Regions from separate parts of the Drosophila melanogaster genome. Here region 2 is linked to region 1. The links are chromatin contacts, called in public Hi-C maps. All regions are on one chromosome and are shown on one strand. Each heading gives the region's core, a stretch centred on a gene start, on an enhancer-like site or on the middle of the called end of the contact. The rest is flanking DNA. Distances are from core to core; before and after follow the strand shown. Region 1 holds the start of GramD1B (GRAM domain containing 1B). Region 2 holds the start of Kdm5 (Lysine demethylase 5).

What was found. A called contact is a pair of places that touch in the nucleus more often than the background predicts.
Region 2: a contact with region 1 is called in a Hi-C map of the Kc167 cell line, with 2.5 times the contacts expected there. The contact joins the promoter of Kdm5 here to the promoter of GramD1B in region 1. A contact is called at or near these places in 3 of 107 Hi-C or Micro-C datasets (the Kc167 cell line and embryo).

The regions. Positions count from the first base shown.
Region 1 is chr2L:3,370,076-3,376,062 of dm6, forward strand. GramD1B (GRAM domain containing 1B) reads right to left here and starts at 3,297. Exons shown (of 10, transcript NM_134926.4): 1 at 2,704-3,297. The coding sequence starts at 2,972. It overlaps CG15412, which reads right to left and starts at 5,636. Exons shown (of 5, transcript NM_001273067.1): 1 at 5,010-5,636; 2 at 4,046-4,953; 3 at 3,909-3,990; 4 at 3,706-3,852; 5 at 3,492-3,616. The coding sequence starts at 5,333. The coding sequence ends at 3,706. CG9662 reads right to left here. Exons shown (of 2, transcript NM_001273068.1): 2 at 5,757-5,987.
Region 2 is chr2L:5,996,497-6,002,903 of dm6, forward strand. It overlaps Kdm5 (Lysine demethylase 5), which reads right to left and starts at 3,005. Exons shown (of 5, transcript NM_001298720.1): 1 at 2,802-3,005; 2 at 1-35. Tsp26A (Tetraspanin 26A) reads left to right here and starts at 3,732. Exons shown (of 5, transcript NM_001273190.1): 1 at 3,732-4,103; 2 at 4,168-4,248; 3 at 4,309-4,587; 4 at 4,663-4,773; 5 at 5,173-6,407. The coding sequence starts at 3,816. The coding sequence ends at 5,241.

The DNA of each region.
Region 1 (5,987 bases), core at 2,047-4,546:
AAGCGGAGTTCAGAAGTTGTAACGACCAACTGAGATAAGACAGGAAAAAACAAAATACTCGAATGATTGAGATTTTCAAAATGATTACTTTACATTATTGCCAATGGTAAATTCAAACAGGAAACCATTCGCCATTACATACCATTTTAATTGACGTAATTGTTTGGGAAGAAAATTCTGGGAAAGTGGAGAACATGCAAGATGAACTAGTCGTCGTGATTTGGTACTAAATATAGTTTCCATTAAAGTTAACTAAGAAAGATAATTTACTTTACTAGACATTTTTAGGGGCGTCTATATGGAATTAGTTTTTTATTTTTAGCAAAGTCAAAACAAACGATAATTTCCCAAATGAAATAAGATAAATTTCCAGGAATTTTTGCTGACTGAACACTGAATTTCGTTGTGAATTTCAATATGTATGTATGACTAAAACTTGCCTTTGTTTTAAAATGCGTGACTAAAGAATATGCACAGGTTTATCAATGGGAAATATCATTCAGCATTCAACGCAATTACCGATATACTGTGCATCAATTATTGCTACAGACCGACCGCAGGTAATCATTACGATTGCAATTGCACCGCCTGGGCGCTTGAATAATAGATACTCCTGCCCCCTGAACCTTGGCCTTCGTGGTCACATAGTGCTCCACTGGTCAGGGAAGTCGGATTCGAAAGACCACTTTCCCCAGGGGAAACTACTTTAGTGAGAGTTTGTAATGGCTACATCAGCGCCATTGGAACAATTGGAAACCCCGGCACCTTCCACAACCACAACCACTTAAGCACGGAGAAAAATCAATAGTGAGGAGCAAACCAAGTATTACATTTTTTTTCGCTTGGCCTTCTTTGCGTCCACATTCAGCGTTTTCCTCGGCGGCTTCTTTATATCCTCCTTCGGCATTTGTTTGGCTCTTTTGTATTGTCCAAGCGAATCTATGTCATCGCCGCGGAACAGCCGAAAAAAGGTGGCCAAAAGTGGCCAAGTCTGGTCTCGGCCAGCGCGCAAAAGTGATGACGAAACGTAAACAGCGCAAAAATTATGCTTATTTTTAGCACCGCTCGGCGAAATGTCATTAATTTATGAACTATCCCACACAGAGGCACACACTTAGAAAATCCACCGTTTTGCTGTTAACTTTTTAATTAATTTTCCGTGTTCAGAGCCGCTTTGTCGTTTTGTTTTTGCTCTCGATTGTCATTTGTTTGTTCGCTGGGTTGTCTAAGGCACGCGATGGCGAGATATACGGACTTCAAACTGAATGCCCCGTGGTATCGGAAAGTGGGAGCTCGTGCCGGGCACGTCATCCCAGTTCGACGTTCCGATTTGCACTCGAGAGCAGCCGTCGGCGGAATAGTGGCAGTGCCCCCGGTTTCTCGGTTTTCTCGGGGTCGAAAAATCGCATCCAACAATAGCAGACGACTGCATACGCTAGCCGTAATATTAACCAAGCTTATATCGGCCAAATATCCCAACCAAATGCATTCCAAAAACAAAATCCAGCCAAGGCCAATCGAAAATGCTCGAGTTTTACGTGAAAAACGCTTGAGTGCACAAAAAACAAATTATATATTTTTTGTGGTACATTTGAGTACAGTGGGTGCAAGAGCTGTAAAATGTGAAAGTCCTTGAAAATTGGTCAATTACTAGCCTAATGCCGAGTGTTTAAATGTGCTGCGAAATGAGCACCTTACTAAAAGCAACCGAAATGCCTGAGTTTTGAAAGGTTAAAGACTGCAAACTTGTGCTTAATTGAATTTCATTTTTGGGCATGAAAATATGGGCAAATACGCGCGGTATTTATAATCTATTTAACTTTTAATTTCGAAATTCTCGAAAACTTCCACTTGCTATTTAAATAAAGTCATTGTTTATTTTGCTATCTATTAATTAAGGCAACCGTTTTTCCCCTACTTTGAGTTCATTCACAAATTCAACTGATAACCCGCAAAGTGCGTTGATAACCCAGACACATTGGCTCAGTTTTTCCAGCGAAGAAAGCAACTGTTTGTTTACTGACTCTTTTCGCTTTAGTCGGGGACCCTCAGGGACCCAGAAAATCGATATCCTAGAACGCCTTAACACAATGAAACGCAATGTACATACACTCGTCTCCTTGCGGTGGAGCAACTGTTGCGCAATAAACGCAAATGCTATCAAAATGCACGAAAGACGAGGTGTGGGGCAATTAGAATGGGGCAAACCGCCTTATCACGGATTTGGAAAGGGGTTTTCACGGGCGTGGGGGTGGATAACTCAAACTGAAAGGAACAAAGAGGGGCTTATAAACGACATGCAATATGACTAGCAACGGGTTAAACATGCAAACCAGCGGGCAATCCTACACCACAAATTAACGCGCTTAGCTCTTAGGTTTCCGCTGCACGGAAAGAAATCAGTTCCAAGTTCCGCAGTGCTGGAGATAATACATACACACAAAAATATTTCAGTTCTTTAGAGACTGACGACGTTTCTAAGTAAAACGTTGAGAAGCATAACAATTTCTATACAGCTGATTTCTACACTCGCTAGACATACATATTTTACATAGTTTACATAAACGCTTTACTGTAGAGGGAACACACTTGATACTTCCAATTGGAACTTTCGACTATTCGATTTCTTTCCGTGCAGTGGTATAACTTTAGGTTCTAGAATTGTTTCCGGGCAGGTGGGCGTGCGGGGGCGTGGCAACTCACATGAGCGTCGCATTTAGGCTGGCGGTGCGCTTGTGCTTGCCCTGCGTGGACGAAGGACGATGGAAGAGGCTGTGGGCGGTGGCCAAGGACTTGGGCAGGGCACCCTGGCTGGCGGACTTGCGCAGGGCGGCGAACCGCGATGAGGATCCTAGTCCGAGTCCCGATCCCGATCCGGAGCACGAGGAACTGGAGGCCAGCGAGGAGCTGGACGAGGAGGCGGAGGACTTGTGGTGCTGCTGTTGTGCCCGTTGCTGTGTGACAAAATGCATGACAACACGGCGAGGTATGCCGCTCCTCCTTCCTGCCCTTCCCCTTCGCCCGTTGGACACTCCTACTCCGCGGTTTTGTTTATCGAGTCTCCACCGTTTATTTGTTTATTTCACCTATTTCTTTTATGTGGCACTTTTCAACGTCTGCGGAAGTCGCTGTTCATTCGGTTTTCTAGCTGCTAAAATGGTGCACTATCACTGCTACGTTGGCTTTTTCACGCACTTTCAGTTTTTGCACGACTAAATGCGCTCATTAAGTTATTGGCGAATGAGATTCATGTGTAAATTCATTTAAATTCGTCTGAACGGAGCAAAATATTCTTCACTTTTTGCGCATAAAAAATAGGACCGCAGCGAAGGGGGTGAGAAATACTGCTTGGGGTGAAAATAAATACCATCGTGCACTATACCATTTTGTATAGTGTGGCCATATGATGTTAAGTGTGCTATTCAACACTGACTGGCCAAAAATTTGGCGGCACTTTCAAATTCAATACTTGCTTTCAAAGACATAACTATATAATTTAAAACAACTTTATTTTAATAATATCACAAGCAGACTAGAATACACAACACTTGACTTGCTCACAACAATGTTTGCTCCACCTGGCGGGAGAGAGACAACGCGAGTGCTATTGAAGGCGCTGGAAAGAGAAACAAATACGTTTCAGGTAAATTTAAGACTAGAGCACAAACTTAAATTATAAAGCTTAAAATAATGTCTTAATAATACTCAAGCTAGAAAACCGTTTGGTGTCAGTACAATGCTCGAATTGCCGCTTTTGAGGAGTCCACGAATCAGCGCCAAATCATCGGGCGTCAGCGACCAGCCGTTCAGTTGACCCACGGACTGCAGTTCCGGGCAGCTGTCCATTAATAACTGGAAAAAAACTCACATTAGCCAAGTATTTAGATGGATTTAAGCCAGTACCCTACCTCCACAGACTGCACTGTGAGCTCTGGCGCTAGAGTGAACCACACATCCTCCAAAACTTTGAAATCGTGCTGCATAAACATGCTGAGAAGTATTTAATTGATAGATTACTGCAGAAAGAAGTATATTATATGATTACCTCATAATATCATCGTCGGTGAACTCCACCGTGTCCACCGCCAGTCTCTTCAGATCGGTGGAATTGCAGAGGAAGGCCTTCAAAGAACTGGTCAGAATGGCGCTGCTCAGAATCTCCAGACCCTCCAGTTGCTGGAACTTGGCGTGTCCGGCTCCGTAGGACAGACTGTCGATCATATAGCAGTCGAGATCAATGAGCGAGGGACACAGGCGAGCCAGCTTGCCCAGCTCAAGGTTCCCCAGTCCCTTGATCATGGTGAGATGACGCAGATTCCTGCCAATCGGACGCTCCAGCAGGGGCAGTAGCTCGGCCACCACAAATTTGTAGATCTTCAATTTGCGCAAATTGCGCGTACTAAGAGCCCTCAGGCTACCCGTCTTGGGCGAGTCCAGATAAAGGGTCTCCAGCCTGGGGCACGTCTGCATGATCACCTGCAAGGTGGCTTCATCCGTGCCCGTGTCGTGGATGTACTTCAGTCGGCACTTGAAGCGATCGTCGACATTGTCGTGAATAAACTTCAGGGAGGCGCCGACAAAGGAGTAAGTGGAGAGGGTCTCTACCTGGGGACAGTGCTCCAGGATGAGGGCAATGTCCGAGTAGCAGATGTTCTCCTCGCCCGGCATGCCCACATCCACAACGGTTAGTGATTGTGAGCACACGCCCTTGGCCAGCAGATCGATGCCGATTTCCGTGATGTCGGTCTCGCCGGAAATGTCCAGGATCTGCAGACGGGTGCAGCAGTTACCGATCTCCTCCAGCAGCCGATCGTTGGCAATATAGGGCACATACAACTTGACCAGCTGCTTGCATTTCCTCACTATGTCGTACATGTAGTGCATGTGCTCCTCCTTGACCCAGATTCCCTTGATATTCAGCACTCTCAGTCCTGCGCCTTGGGCTGCAATCACCTGGAAATTGAACCCTTGTTCAAAAGAGTCTTCTATATAGGATTTTCCTTGATTACCTGCAGGATCTTCTCGTAGTAGCTGAAGGGAAACACCTCGGTCATCAGGAAAGTAACGCCACAGTTGAGCAGCATCTGCAGGCAGGTGAACCGCATGTTGGCGTCCAGATAGTCCGAGCTGAGGATCACCCTGAGCAGATCCTGGTATATATTGGGGGTTGCTCCCAGCTGGGCCAGATACTCGTTCAGTTCCACCATGACGATGTTAATGTCCAGCTGCACGTCCGGGGCATACTGCGCGTAGCTGATGGTGGACACCAAGAGATTGGCCAGCTCCGCCAAGGCGCTGTCGCTCAGCGATCGCACGGAGCACTTTTTCGACATGTCTCTGTTATGGTTTCGGCCCAGAGGTAAACAAAATACGACGCAGAAGCCGCTGGGAGATGAGCGCACTAGAGGAATTGTTTTGCTCGTGGTTACATCACTTGGTAGCAGGCGCAATGCTGGTTGTTTTCCTGCTCCCTTAGAGTATTTCTAACGTTCCTCGGTAACTATTTGCCCAATATCAGCTAATGGCGCACTTCTACACATGCGTGTACCTTATATTTAGGGGTAAAAATAGATTCTAAAATTATATAGGCGAAGGAATCGGTTTCTGCCGACGAACTAGTGAACTGCTCGATCCAACAGCACGATGCAAACTGAGAGCCATGGGACGCCAAAATGTTTGGTTTCCTCGGTTCCACATTCTCAATTCGGCGAGCCACTTGAGCGACCAAAAAAAAACAATGCTTAACTCGTTTCATTGTTATTTTGAGTCGCTTTACAATTGCATTATTTATTCGACAGCATCGGAATAGAGACATTCTATAGTTTACTTAACTGATTCGGATGAAAGCCAGCCAGTTATTCTGCTGTTTAAACAATATTACAACTATTACACAAAATTTTAAAACGAAATCAAAGTTTTTGTTTGGTATTCCGCAGCTTTAAGCCTTTTAAACTAGAATTTCTGGCGAATGCAGTTCGGTTTACAGA
Region 2 (6,407 bases), core at 1,755-4,254, 2.6 Mb after region 1:
AAGATGAGTTCAGATTAAATTTATTCCGCTCGGTTCTGAAATAGAGAATAAAAGTTACGGATGAGTTCACAACTTGGTAATATTAAATTCGCTCCGGAAAGGTTGTTTTCGTTATTAGGGTTGAAAGACCTGTCCCGGTTATTTAATTATTGTGGCAGACACACTTCTTGGCAGTTTAGCTACTTTGTATTTCAGCTTCAACTACAGTACTCATTACCTAAAGTTGCTAGTAAGAAACGGCTTATTGGCAGTTTGTTTATTCTACTTTAAACGGCATAATATACCAATTAAATTCTCCCTAATTACAACGTTATTTAAATTTGACTTTTAAGCCAATGAAAGTTTATCTAAGGTTTGTTTGCAATAACTCAATAATAATTGTAGTTACTGCAGTTTATATATGTATATATATAAATATTTCAACAACTAGGGGTTACTTGTTGTTGGTAGAGCTATTATGGTGGCTTTTCAGATACACACACTCCCGCCCCGCGCCCCTTGCATTAATTAACGATTCGTTGCCCCGTCGACAGATTTAAATTGGTTAATATCCACAAGAGAACTGTCGTCTTAGTTGGACTTTCCTACCGCTCCTATTGATCGGAGAGGGAACCCCTGCGGCCCACTGTATCTACATCAAATCGCCGCACACCTGTGTGTGTGTGTATATGTGTTGTGGTGCCTGCACTCAACCCTCGCAGGTAAACAAACAACATTTACAGAGGTGAAAACTCGACTTTGCGACGGTGCAAGTGCAGTTACCAAACGATTACTTCGGTTGTGAGGTTGTATCCAGTGCCGCCGGCGGGATCGCAGGATGGGCAACTGCACTGGACCTAGGCGAAGTAATGCCTTTCTCGCATGTTTCCCTCCAGGGGGATGTGGCTTCTCCCGAGGAGTAATAGAGAGAGAGAGAGAGAGTGCAGCGGCGATTAGCCAGCAGCACTGAATTTGTTGCATACAAAAGTGGAGCACGCCAATACAGGCACAACCCCGGACACGAACACGGGGGATTTCCTGGCCGTGTGTATGTATAACATAGCGACCAATAAACTTACAAATTCGATAGCGAACATGTATACACCAAGTGTGCAAAAGGGGATTATACTTATACGCATTGTATTCAAAACATTCAGCACACAGGACCTTCATGCACACACACACACACACTAACACAAGCACATACACTGAGCAAAAGGTGAAAGCTGTTATCTACGAATTCAGCTGACGAAATCGAGAAGCGGAAACGAAGCCATGTTGAAAACCACTGTCAACTCCAACTTCCGGCTGGAGTTCCCAACAGATTTTTCGCGTTTGTCAGCTAGACACAAGGAAGCCGCCGCGACAGAGCTTTGCTTTGGTGGTTGTTGTGACGCACACACACTCTCGCACGAATGTGGGGCGCCACTGCCACTGCTGCCACCACCGAAAAGGGAGTAGAAGTGGGTGGGCAATGTGTGCCTGCCTGACTGACTGGCGGTGCGTGCGTATGTGTGTGTGTGTATAGTTTCCCGTGTGCTTGATCAGGAAGAGCCCGCTCTCGCCTAGAGAGAGCGAGATGAGCGACGACGAGTACCGTTTTTGTGTATCAAGTGAGCAAAGTACATCGTCGACAGCGACGCCGGCAGAGGCATGCTACGTTTGCTGCTCTGCTCGGGATAATGGGATATTATTTCCCTGCGAATCCGTTCCAAATCAAAATCGGTGGATTGCGATTTCGGATTATTGATTGGGCAGCACGGCGTCGTGACAAGTGCCATTTTCCAAACTGCAGCCAGCTGTTCGCTGTTAGTGTTGGACGGGGGAAACTGATTTTCCGTTCTGCGGCCGCCGATCGCTCGGAAAAGCAGCCTAAGCCGAAAGCTTCTTTTATATAATTTCCATTTTCAGCCGCGCACACACACCCGCACGCAGCTTACACGGGCACAAACAAACAGCTTACACGGACACGGGGCACGACAGACACAGGTACGCGAATACAGGCACACACATTCGCACCGAGCATGTACATAAATATGGATGGATTTGGCGAAATTAGCACTGGATATTGGTTACTTTCCAGCAGGAGCGCAAAATTTACGCATTTGCCCTGCCATATTGCACATTTCCAACGGTGGGGGGAGTGGCGGTGAGCGGAAACAGAAAAGCTGAACTGATTTTTTTTTTTGGAAGGTGACTGCAGCACTGTACTTTTCGAATAGTAACTCCCCGCGAACAGCTCGACTGGAGCTATATATTCACTATATACTTGAAAGTCACTAAACTCAGTGGCATATATTGGCTTTCCAGGCGTGGGATCACAATATTTTTCGCTATGATGGCGACCGGGCAGCGACGCAACGCACTTTGCAGCGCTGTCGCTGCTCTGCTGGCGTGTGCAATTGGTGCGCGATTTTCCGTCCGCGGTTTTCCACCGTAATCCGTTCATCCGCGACGTGGTTCCTAACCTAGCCGCGACCTGGCGTTGTCTTCTGGCCGCATTTTCACAATTATTACGGATTTTCGGAATCCCGATTGCGCTGCCAGCAGAGGGAACACACATACAAACATTTTCCACGACTAGTGCGGGGGGTTGTTTTCGCTGTTGGCCAACGCAGAGGCTGCAATCCGCACTTTTCCTGATCTATATGCACCGACTTGGCCAGGTGGGCGTCTGCGTTTTGCTAGTTTGTTCGCTTTTCGCTGCTAATTAAACGTTTTCAGCCATCAGAAGTGCCCCTAAACTCACACACTGGCACGCACACAATCGCACTGGGTTCGGGCACTGGGAACTGGGCACCCTACACTGGGCAAAAACTCACTGTCGTCATAGGAAGTCGTTGGAAGACGCGCACGCTCGGTATGTGATCGAAATGAGTGTTCCATAAAACCACCGAGCACGGCACTGGCGAGGTGGCTTTAATGCGAATTTACTTTTCTGATTTCTTTCTCCGATGTCTGCGTTTTTTCCTGCTACATGTGTCCAGTGTGACCCGTCGTCGAAGTGCCGGAAACGTCGATCTGCCCCACAAAAGTTCGGGAAAATACCAGCCACCGTCCGCGTTGTGCAGCACTGGCCTTCAAATCAAACACAGTTTCTTATCGGCGGAGGTCGACGAATCGGATCTCGTCTTATCGCCGACCCCCCGTTTATTGTTTCGTTTCTGTATTAGATTCAAAATCAGTTCGGTCATAGGCGTTACTCAGTCTAGCCGGCGCCGCGTTTAACACTATGCCGGTTCAGGGACAGGACTTGAAACATCCATAGGATCCATCGAGCATATACGCAAGGTTTCCTAAGTACGCTTTTTTAATTAATTTTATGAAATGTGTTTCAATACAGTGGTAAGCTAAAAAAAGAAAGTTTGGCATTCTACAAGAGTGAATTATATTCTAAGTTATTAATATAAGTAAGTGAGCTCTTTTATTGTTTTTAGAATACTGTGTGTTAATTTAAGCCTTGGCTTTAAGAATTTGAATTTGTATAATATATTTAAAATAACCAGTAGACATAAGTATTTAGTTAACGGTAATGCCTATGAAATTGTTGTTGCTCAACTCAACAAATCAGCAGAAAATGAAATAAATACGCAAACTGGTTTCTGTAAAATACATTGTTTATGCAAGATCAATAAAAAAAAAACAAACATCCAAGTTTTAAAGTTCGTAAGATTGAACAAAATGGCGGTTTTCTTGGGAAACGGTATTCTTTGCAACGTATTTGGAGCCGTCGCACTGCGTGATAAAAAAAGTGCAGTCACGGTCACACTGGCGAGCAGAATTTCATACGTTTTTGTTTCCTTTTGGCCATATTTATTATTGTTAAAATTGGAGCAATGCCAGCTGCTGTGCGCAAGTTCCGCCGCGAGACCAGTGAAATCAGCTGCTGTCTGAAGTACCTTTTGTTCGCCAGCAATGTGATCCTGTGGCTCTCGGCCCTGCTGGTCCTCTCCGTTGGCATCTGGGCCTGGAGCGAGAAGGGCATGTTCCGCAACATTGCGCGGCTGCACTTCATCGCCCTGGACCCGGCCTTCGTCCTGATCATCCTGGGAGGCGTCACCTTCCTACTGGGCTTCATGGGCAGCGTGGGCGCCTTGCGCGAGAACACCTGCCTCCTGGGGGCGGTGGGTACCACATTGTTAGTGGATCCCCTCTGGACCTAGTTAATCCTTATTTTTCCGCTTGCAGTACGCCATCTTCTTGAGTGTCTTGCTTATCGCAGAGATCGGCTTCTGTGCCGTGGCCTTCGTGCTCAAGGACAAGGGCTGGGTGAGTTCCATTTGAAGGCCACTATTCTAGCCAGCCATTACTAAGGTTTGCCTTTTCCAGATCAAAGACCAGGCCACCGAGGGACTCAAGGCCTTCATTCGCCACTATCGCGAGGACGCAGACCAGCAGAATCTCATTGATTGGATCCAGGAGGATTGGTTGCAGTGTTGCGGCATTGATGGTCCCAAGGACTGGGACAGCAACAACTACTTCAATTGCTCGTCTATCGCTATTGGCAGCAGGGAGGCGTGCGGAGTGCCATTCTCCTGCTGCCGCAGACGTCCGCAGGAGGTGATCAAGAACAAGCAATGCGGCTACGATGTACGCAAGGAGGGATATGTAAGTCCGCTAGCTGTTTTCCCCCGTCTTTCCGAAATGCATATTGAAATTCACCCACGAATCGTACGCATGCAGCCGGTGGATAGGAATATACATGAGCGTGGCTGCTTGCGCGCTGGCGAGGATTGGCTGGAGGCCCATCTGATTAGTGTGGCGATTGGCTGCGTGGCTCTGCTCGTCCTGCAGGTGCAAAACATTTCTATAGTCGTCGTTGTATATTTCTTTTTGAATCTTTGAAAATTTTAAGTTTAGTGTAGTTCAGATGAGAGAATCGTTTTTAAGGTGGTCCCATTTTTTTTAAAAATATGGTTTTTACTCGTAGTAGTTACATCTTTTTGTTTTATAATTTCCCACAGACTTTATATTTATTTTATTTTTTTAATTTCTTACCAGGGCATGGAGTTGTCCAAAATAATCTACGAAAAGGGCTGTGTTCAAGCAGGCGAAGAATGGATGGAGCACAACTTGATTATTATTTCCGCAACTGTTATAGTTGTGATGTTTTTTCAGGTTTCTGTTTGATTTTATTATTTTTCTCACTATGACAATAGATAGATTCTTCTTGTAACGATACACTTTTTGTAGATCTTGGGCATTTGCTTTGCTCAGAACCTGCGTGCCGATATCTACACTCAAAAGTCAAAGTGGCACTGACAAATGGCTCTGTCTGCTCCCACGGCCATTTAGAAGGACACCCAAGGTGGCGAAGGATTTGGGAAACTTCGAGGTAAGCCACATGGAGCATCCACCAACTTCAAAATAAGAATCTGTATCTACTCATCTACGCTCCGGTTAGTTAACTATACTATAAATTCCTTGTAAACCCATACTAGGGTGAATCGATTTGGATGCACGATAATCGTTGATAGAATCTAGTCAATGATCAATTCCTAATGCTATTGCCAAAGTAACTATGTTCCGGAAATTACGATTCACCCTTCGCTTTTGATCAGAAAACACAAATGCCTATGGTAAACCCTGATTTTCGGGACACACGTTGTATATTGATATTGGCATAAAATGTTCATTGATTAGGTTTCTCTCCCACGATTTATCTATTTTTTGCGTCCATAAAATCGACCCAGTTTAACCCATACCCCCATTTATACTCAAGAGTACGCTATGTGTCTAACTAAAGCAAACGCATTCCGTCTTCGTGGACATTGACTAATATTAACTAGGTTGCCAAATTTGTTGCTGTTTTTACGTCGGCTTCCCTTTAGCCCAAGAACAAATAAGAAAAAGAAGAGCAAAACATTTTAAATAGATTTTCTACACATTTTACAAAGAAAGTGAAAAAGGAGTCATAGGAAAAATGAAAAATTTATCTTGAAATGCAGCTGTGATATATTTTTAAAGAAAAGTATAGAGAAATCGAAATTAAATGCAACAATTTCCAACAAATCGAATGATCACACCACGAATCTCATTCCTAAACTGAACAAATACAACCTAGCACAACACATATTTGTCTTCAAAATAATAGTTATTTTTATAAGCGAGAAACAAAAAACACAGTTCTGTGACAAATGTCAATATCACAGATCGTAAAATGGAAGAAAGCAATACCACTTGCATATTAATATTAATGAGCTTGAACTAAATTTATGCACAACAAATGGTAAGCTTTACAGCATATGAATATATTTTTGCAACACGCAATTATAATTGAGTAAAAAGTAAGCCAATTGCTGGTTTAACTGCTTGATATCGCACTTGTAACATGATTCACAAGGAAAACATTGATTCGCTCTTGTACCTTTTTAAATCTATATTGCAAAGAGACGTAGTATTGGAAAACTCCAATGTTAGTATTATTT